2 separate regions of the Zea mays genome follow, and region 2 is linked to region 1. Evidence: chromatin contacts called from public Hi-C data. All regions are on one chromosome and are shown on one strand. The core of a region is the stretch at or near the end of the contact, and the rest is flanking DNA. Distances in the headings are between cores, read along the strand shown.

Region 1 (2,986 bases), core at 467-2,966:
GCAGCATGGCCGCGTCGGAGCACGCCTTGTCGGAATCCTCCACGCTCACGCCCTTGGCGGCCGCGGATCCGTTCTCGGCTGCCCGGAGGGCCGCGCCGTTCGCCCGAGCGGCCGGCGCCGGCGGACCGTTGCTGTGGAAGCACGCGCGGACGACCTCGCACGCCATCTCGTTGGTCACGACGTCCCACAGGCCGTCGCTGGCCAGGATCAGGCACTCGTCGTCGTCGGTGCGCTCCGTCACCGTTACCTCCGGCTCCGACGACACGAACGGCTTCAGGTATCCGTCGCCTGCACGCGCGCGCATAAACCCGTCAGTTCAAGTCCAACGAGTGGACCCAAAACGACCCCGAATGAGCCCAGCTCACCTATGGCTCGAGACATGGCGAGGACGCCGAGAACACGAGCACCGTCCCAGTAAATGACGCGGCCGCCCGCCGCCTTGATGCGCGCCAGCTCGTCAGGCCGGTCAGGCTGAACGAATCAGGAAGTTGAGCACGTCAGGCTCACGGACAGGCGACGAAGACGCGGGGAGGGGACAGGGGAGGAGGCGCAGCGCCCTCAGCCCCGTGATGCACGAGTATACAGACCTTGTGGTCGACGGACAGCGGAACGGGGACGCCGGCGCGGGATAGGACGGCGCGGGAGTCGCCGGCGTTGGCGACGACAACGTGGGTGGGGCTGACGACGGCGACCACGGCGGTGGACCCCACGTGATCGCAACGCAAGGGCTTCTGCTGCTCGCACCTGCAGGAGGGCTCGTCGCGGCTGCGGCTGGTCGCCCAGCTGGCGGCCTGCTCGTCCAGTCGCGCGAAGCTCCTCTCCATCACGGCCTTCCACGCCGTCTCTTCGCCAGAACAATCTGCCTTCCTGTGCTCGTCCGCGACCACCTCGTGCATCATGTTCTGGCACATGGTTGCTACCTACAGCAAAAGCGCGAAACTGCGATCAGCATACAGAACTCCGCAAAAGGGATTTAAACTCCTAGATGCGCGCGCGTCGTGTACGAGTATGGCGTACGTGGGAGCAGCCGTGGCCGTCGAAGACGCCGAAGAAGTGCTGTTTGCTGGTGCCGGGCACAAAGTCCGGCCTAACGGAGACCGTGTCCTCCATCTCGCGGCGTCGGCCGCAGACGGAGGTGACCCCGTACCTGGGCAACCGCTCCGGTAGGGCAGGCCTGTCGGAGTCCGAGCCCGAGCCTGAGCCCGCGTCGGGGCAGGTGCTGGACAGCGTGCGCGCCAGCCTCTGCCGCTTGGCGGCGCGGACGTCCTCCGCGACCGGCGCCTCGGGATCGCCCGCGACGCGGAACCTCCTCATCTCCAACCTGCGTCGCCTCCTCTCTAACGCCGAGGAGGCCACTGCCACGGCGGCGGCCGCAGCGGCCGTGGCGGAGACTGAAGCCGCAGCCACGGCGGTCGCCGGCGTGGACTTGGCTTCTTCGCAGCAGATCTCGGCCATTGGAGGCGAGAGCAAGCGGCTGCCTCCCAGAAAGGCGCGTACAGGCGCGTCTGGCAAAGCCAAAGGCCTCTCTAGATTAACCCTCGGATATTGGCGAGAGGCCTAAACGAAGCACGCTACGCTTCCCACGCGAAGCAACGCAGGCGACGCCCTCCTCCTCCACTCCGTCCCCCGGAAATGGATGCAATGGCAAAATAGCAGCAGCAGGACAGCAGCGCGGGCGCGAGGCGAAACGAGCACGAATGCTTCGTGGGGGCAGTACAAGAGAGGCGAGGCGAGGCGGGCAGGGGCAGCCGGGCAGGGGGGCCGTCGCCGTCACGGGCAGCGCCTCGACACGTACAGCTGTTGCGACGTGCTCCTGGTCCGGCGCACCGGGGCCGTCCGTCCCGGCAGGATCCGGACGCGTGCCGGTATCTTGCTCAGCGCGATCGACACGTGGTGTGCATCGGCCACCGAGGCGGGCGAGGTGCGGGCCCACGAGGAAGTTTGATGGTGTGTTTATCGCCTAATCCCTGTGCTGCACACACGTGGCGCTCCTGGGGTGGGTGGGGCAGTCCGCCTCGGCAGCTGATTTATTGATGCCTACTATTGCGGTCCCCACCACATGGGTTCTGTCTCTCGGGCTGCCCAGAAAAATATCCGGACTCCACAGTAGTACGTACTCTTCCCTACCGCTCTTTGTTCAGGATTCGATGACATGTGGGGACTGGCTGAAGCGTCGCCCACCTGCCAGCGAGAAAGAGAGTCTCAGGGCGGGAGCACGAGGGAACGGGTGTAGTGATGGAGAAGGGACACGTGGTTGGGGCGGTCGCAATCAGTGGGAAGGTGGTCGGTCGCGGTACCGGTGGACACGTGTACAGGGCTTGCGTGGGGGGAGGCGGGCCGGCGAGCGGTGGTTGGGCGCTGGCGTGGCCACGATGGGGGCGAGGGGAGGTGAACCTGGGAAAAAGCGAGGCGCACGCAGATAGGAGCCACGCCGTGCAGAGATGAGAGAACTGCCGCTGCAAGATGCAGGGGGCGCGGCCGGCCGCGGCTGACAGTCCGGTGTGCGGTGTGCCGCACGTTGCGGGCTTGCTGGTGCCTGCCAGTGCCGAGCGGCGGTGGCCCGGTGCACTGCATGCGGGCAGGCGCCGAATGGGGGGCAGCTGGTGCATGCTGAGTCACCGCTCGTCGGCTCGGTTCGGTATGGGGGAAACTCGGGCCGGCGCGCACTTCCACGGCGCCGCGAACACGCGTCATTTTGGTTGGTAACCGTACACAGTAGCTCGGCGCATGTACGTACTACCAGGTACGTACTGGTAATAGAGTGGTCGCTGCAGCAGGTAGTACCTGCGGTCTGTCAGTGAAGTGGTAAAGCAGCCTGTGTAAGGGCTGCAACCACAGTGATCGCCATTCTTTTCGTGCTCGCTTCGGATTTGCTATGATATGGCAAGCATGACAATGAAAGCGGGTGAAATCAGATCAGCCGGCTATGTTTGAAGAGTCTATTATTCACCACGATACATATGGTTTGAGATAGATTATATATAAA
Region 2 (3,123 bases), core at 276-2,775, 410 kb after region 1:
TTTGGCAGGTTAAGGTTATATGGCAACTGGAGGAGCTAACCCCCGAGCCAGAGCACAGGCCGCGTCACAGCATGAGGCCGAGCCGCTCGCTGGCGACGTCGCACTTGACAGGCGCGAGCCCGACGCGGCCGCGCTCCAGGTCGTACTCGACCCACAGGTTCATCTGGTGGTGGTGCCCGATCACGTACGCCGTCAGGGGCACCATGTCCGCGTTCCCGAACGTCAGGCACCACACGCCGTCGGCTCCCCGGCGCTCTCCGGGGACCTTGTACAGCAGCCTGTCCCCCGCCACCGACATCTGCGCGCCATTGAACAGCAGGGTCACGGGCGGGAGCCTCGCCGACGGCGGCGGGCGCCCCTTGGGCACGCGGAAGCAGGTGTCGAACGCTTCTTGGAATGCGAAGCTGGGGTCCTCGAGCGCGGGGAGAAGGGGCTTCGTTTGTTTCAAGAACTCGGCTTTGACGGCGGAGTAGGCGTCCCCGAGGAGGAAGGTGAACTGCGTGCCGGAGTCCACCATCGTCTGCCCTGCGCCGGTGTGGTCCGGCGCGAGAACCGACGGCGGGATCGGCAGGGGCTTGCCGCCGACGCGGATGCCGAGGAGCTGGACGGAGTAGGCCACGCGGTCGAAGTAGGGGAGCGGCGGGGTGGGCTGGTACAGCGGCGTGTAGTTGAGCGGCAGGAAGGGGAGGTCGCTGTGGCCGAGCAGCAGCACGCCGGCGTCGTCCCGGTCGGAGATGCAGTACGAGAAGCGGCGCGTGCTGGCCTGGGTGACGAAGGAGAGCGCGCCCCTGTTCATCCCCAGCAGCCCGGCCGTGGCGACGGCGTCGGGCGAGGAGTCGTACGCGGCGGACATGCAGCCGAACGCGGACCGCAGCGGCGGCGCGTCGCCGACGGCGAAGACGTCGGTGGCGAGCGCGCCGTCGGAGGCGGACCCGTCCGCGTACGACAGCGACACGCGGCACCGGCGCGAGGCGGCGTCGCAGGACGGCGGCGCCGGCAGGTCCCGGGAGCTGCAGCGCGCGGAGCCGCAGGGCACGGCGGCGAACGTGGCCGAGGCCCTGGGGCGGAACGAGTCGGCAGCAGCGGCCGCGGCGCGCCCCGTCGCGCAGAGCAGCCAGGAGAGCTCGCTGCCCGTGTCGAGCACCATGGTGACGTTCTGCGGCGGCGTGCCGACGGCGAGCGAGACGGTGAGGCTGACGTTGTGGTGGAACCGCAGCTTGCTCGGCGGCCGCGGCAGCGCCCCCACCGGCACCTGCCGCGAGCGCAGCGGGAACGCGCGAGGCTTGGCCCCGCCCGGCTCGCCGGCGACAGACCACGGCCGCGGCGCGGCGACGAGCAGGATGAGGAGACAAGCGAGCAGCGCTGGCGGCATGGTGGTGATTGCGACCCTGCGGCCGGGGCCTATGCGCGCATGTGATGCGAGGATGGTGACGGGTTCTCGTGTTGGATCCGCGGGGTGGGGGTTCCGCTTCGGCCGGCTCGCGGTCGCGGTGGGTTTTATGGAGGTGGCGCGGGGTGCGCAGGAGCACTGCACAGTGGTCAGTGGAGGGGTGGTGATGGTGACGCGGAGAGACGGGATGGGATGGGGGGCGAGGGAGGGGGCAGCCGGAGCGAGACTACGAGAGACAGAGACGCGTCACGCGTCCCTGTCGCAGGGACGAAGCAGCCGCGTTCTTGTGCCTGTCGTCTTGTGGTTTCGGTACTGGCGAGCGCCAGCTGGGCTAGTCACGGATATTTTTGTAGCTTCCTAGGAGCTCTCTCGCATTTTTTGCTAAACATTTTTACCGCTCCACTCAGGTCGTAGGGGTGCAAACATCACGAGGAAAATCTACACGTGCGTGCCAGCACAACCATCTTGTAGTACAATCGCACGTACACTACATTTCCAATTCGGTTCCCCTGCGGCTGTTGGCAAAGCATTGGTGGCGATAATACTCTGTTGCGTATTGTTTGTGAGTGCGCGCACGCAGCGCAGTCCGCCAGTGTCCTTGTGACGCTGGGTGCTCGCTGGCTGTATTGTATCGTTTCGTTTGTACTCGAGACGAACCTACTCCGCTTAAACCCGACAAGTTCGACGCACTGATGACTGTTGACTGGTGGTCTTTCCGCACGGCCGGAACTTTGGCCAGTTTTGCGCCGAAAACAAGCGCCTTTCGCTAAAGCACTTGGACTAACGTACCCCGCCCCATGATTAGTTCGCGAGATAGGTACGTACGTATGTATTGTCCTGGCCTGGCCGAAAGAACACGAAAAGGTAGGGCCTTTGGCCGCCGGTGGCATCGGCGGCAACATGAAGGCTCTGAACTGAATTGACTGTGATCTTTCTTGTTATACCGTGATGTAGAAGTAAACCTAGAACAGTTCCAATCTCCACGAGTTGAAAACTTGCCCAGCCAATTGTCCAATCATCCCAATCTCCGTGGCAGTGGCAGTACGTCGATCCGTCGGAGTTATGTTCTCATCTACCTCCTCTCCGGCATGGGTCATGGGGTCCATGCATGGAAGCTAACAGTAGTACGCGCGTACAGGGTGCGGTGAATACGATGCCTGCCTTCCGTTCCAAGCACAAGCAGGGGAGGCAGCGCATTGAAGCTATAAGGTAATCACACCCCGGAAGCAACAAGTACCGCAGGTTAAAGGCGAGGCCGGCCCGTCAGCCCCCTTTTCGCCCCGGCTGCAAGCTATCATTCATTCGCCCACCCGTCAGCGCGACGCACACTGCCGGTTCCTTCCAGCTCGCCGTCGCGACAGACCCTCGCTGCGGCTCGAGTCGAGTTCAACAGCTCACGTACGGTCTCTCTCCGCCACGGCCTGGCGGCCAGGCAATGCTCGCCACGCGCCGGTGCCGGGCACTTTTGTTAGCTACAATAATAATCATGGCCCTCTTCACTAGTCAAGCGTGATTGTTACGAGTAGCCCCGCTGCCTGCTGCTGCACTACTCCTGACACTTCCATTATTTTAGTGGTCGGTGCGGTGCATGAACGTGTCTCATCGGTTAGCTCGGCCATATATAAATTTTAGAAGAAGAAGACAGGATAGGACACTGCAATGCGCAGAGCACGAGTTAAGAAGATTTCCTCCGCTGTCTGTCCTCTGTCATACACTTCGGTCAAAATTCAAAA

The links. A called contact is a pair of places that touch in the nucleus more often than the background predicts.
Region 2: a Hi-C map of tassel shows a contact between it and region 1, with 2.6 times the contacts expected there. The contact joins the promoter of LOC103636512 here to the promoter of LOC103636504 in region 1. A contact is called at or near these places in 2 of 25 Hi-C or Micro-C datasets (ear and tassel).

What each region holds. Positions count from the first base shown.
Region 1 is chr8:175,000,726-175,003,711 of Zm-B73-REFERENCE-NAM-5.0, forward strand. It overlaps LOC103636504, which reads right to left and starts at 1,717. Exons shown (of 4, transcript NM_001365402.1): 1 at 1,018-1,717; 2 at 588-920; 3 at 366-471; 4 at 1-288. The coding sequence starts at 1,455.
Region 2 is chr8:175,407,165-175,410,287 of Zm-B73-REFERENCE-NAM-5.0, forward strand. LOC103636512 (aspartic proteinase PCS1) reads right to left here and starts at 1,526. Exons shown (of 1, transcript XM_008658854.4): 1 at 1-1,526. The coding sequence starts at 1,372. The coding sequence ends at 65.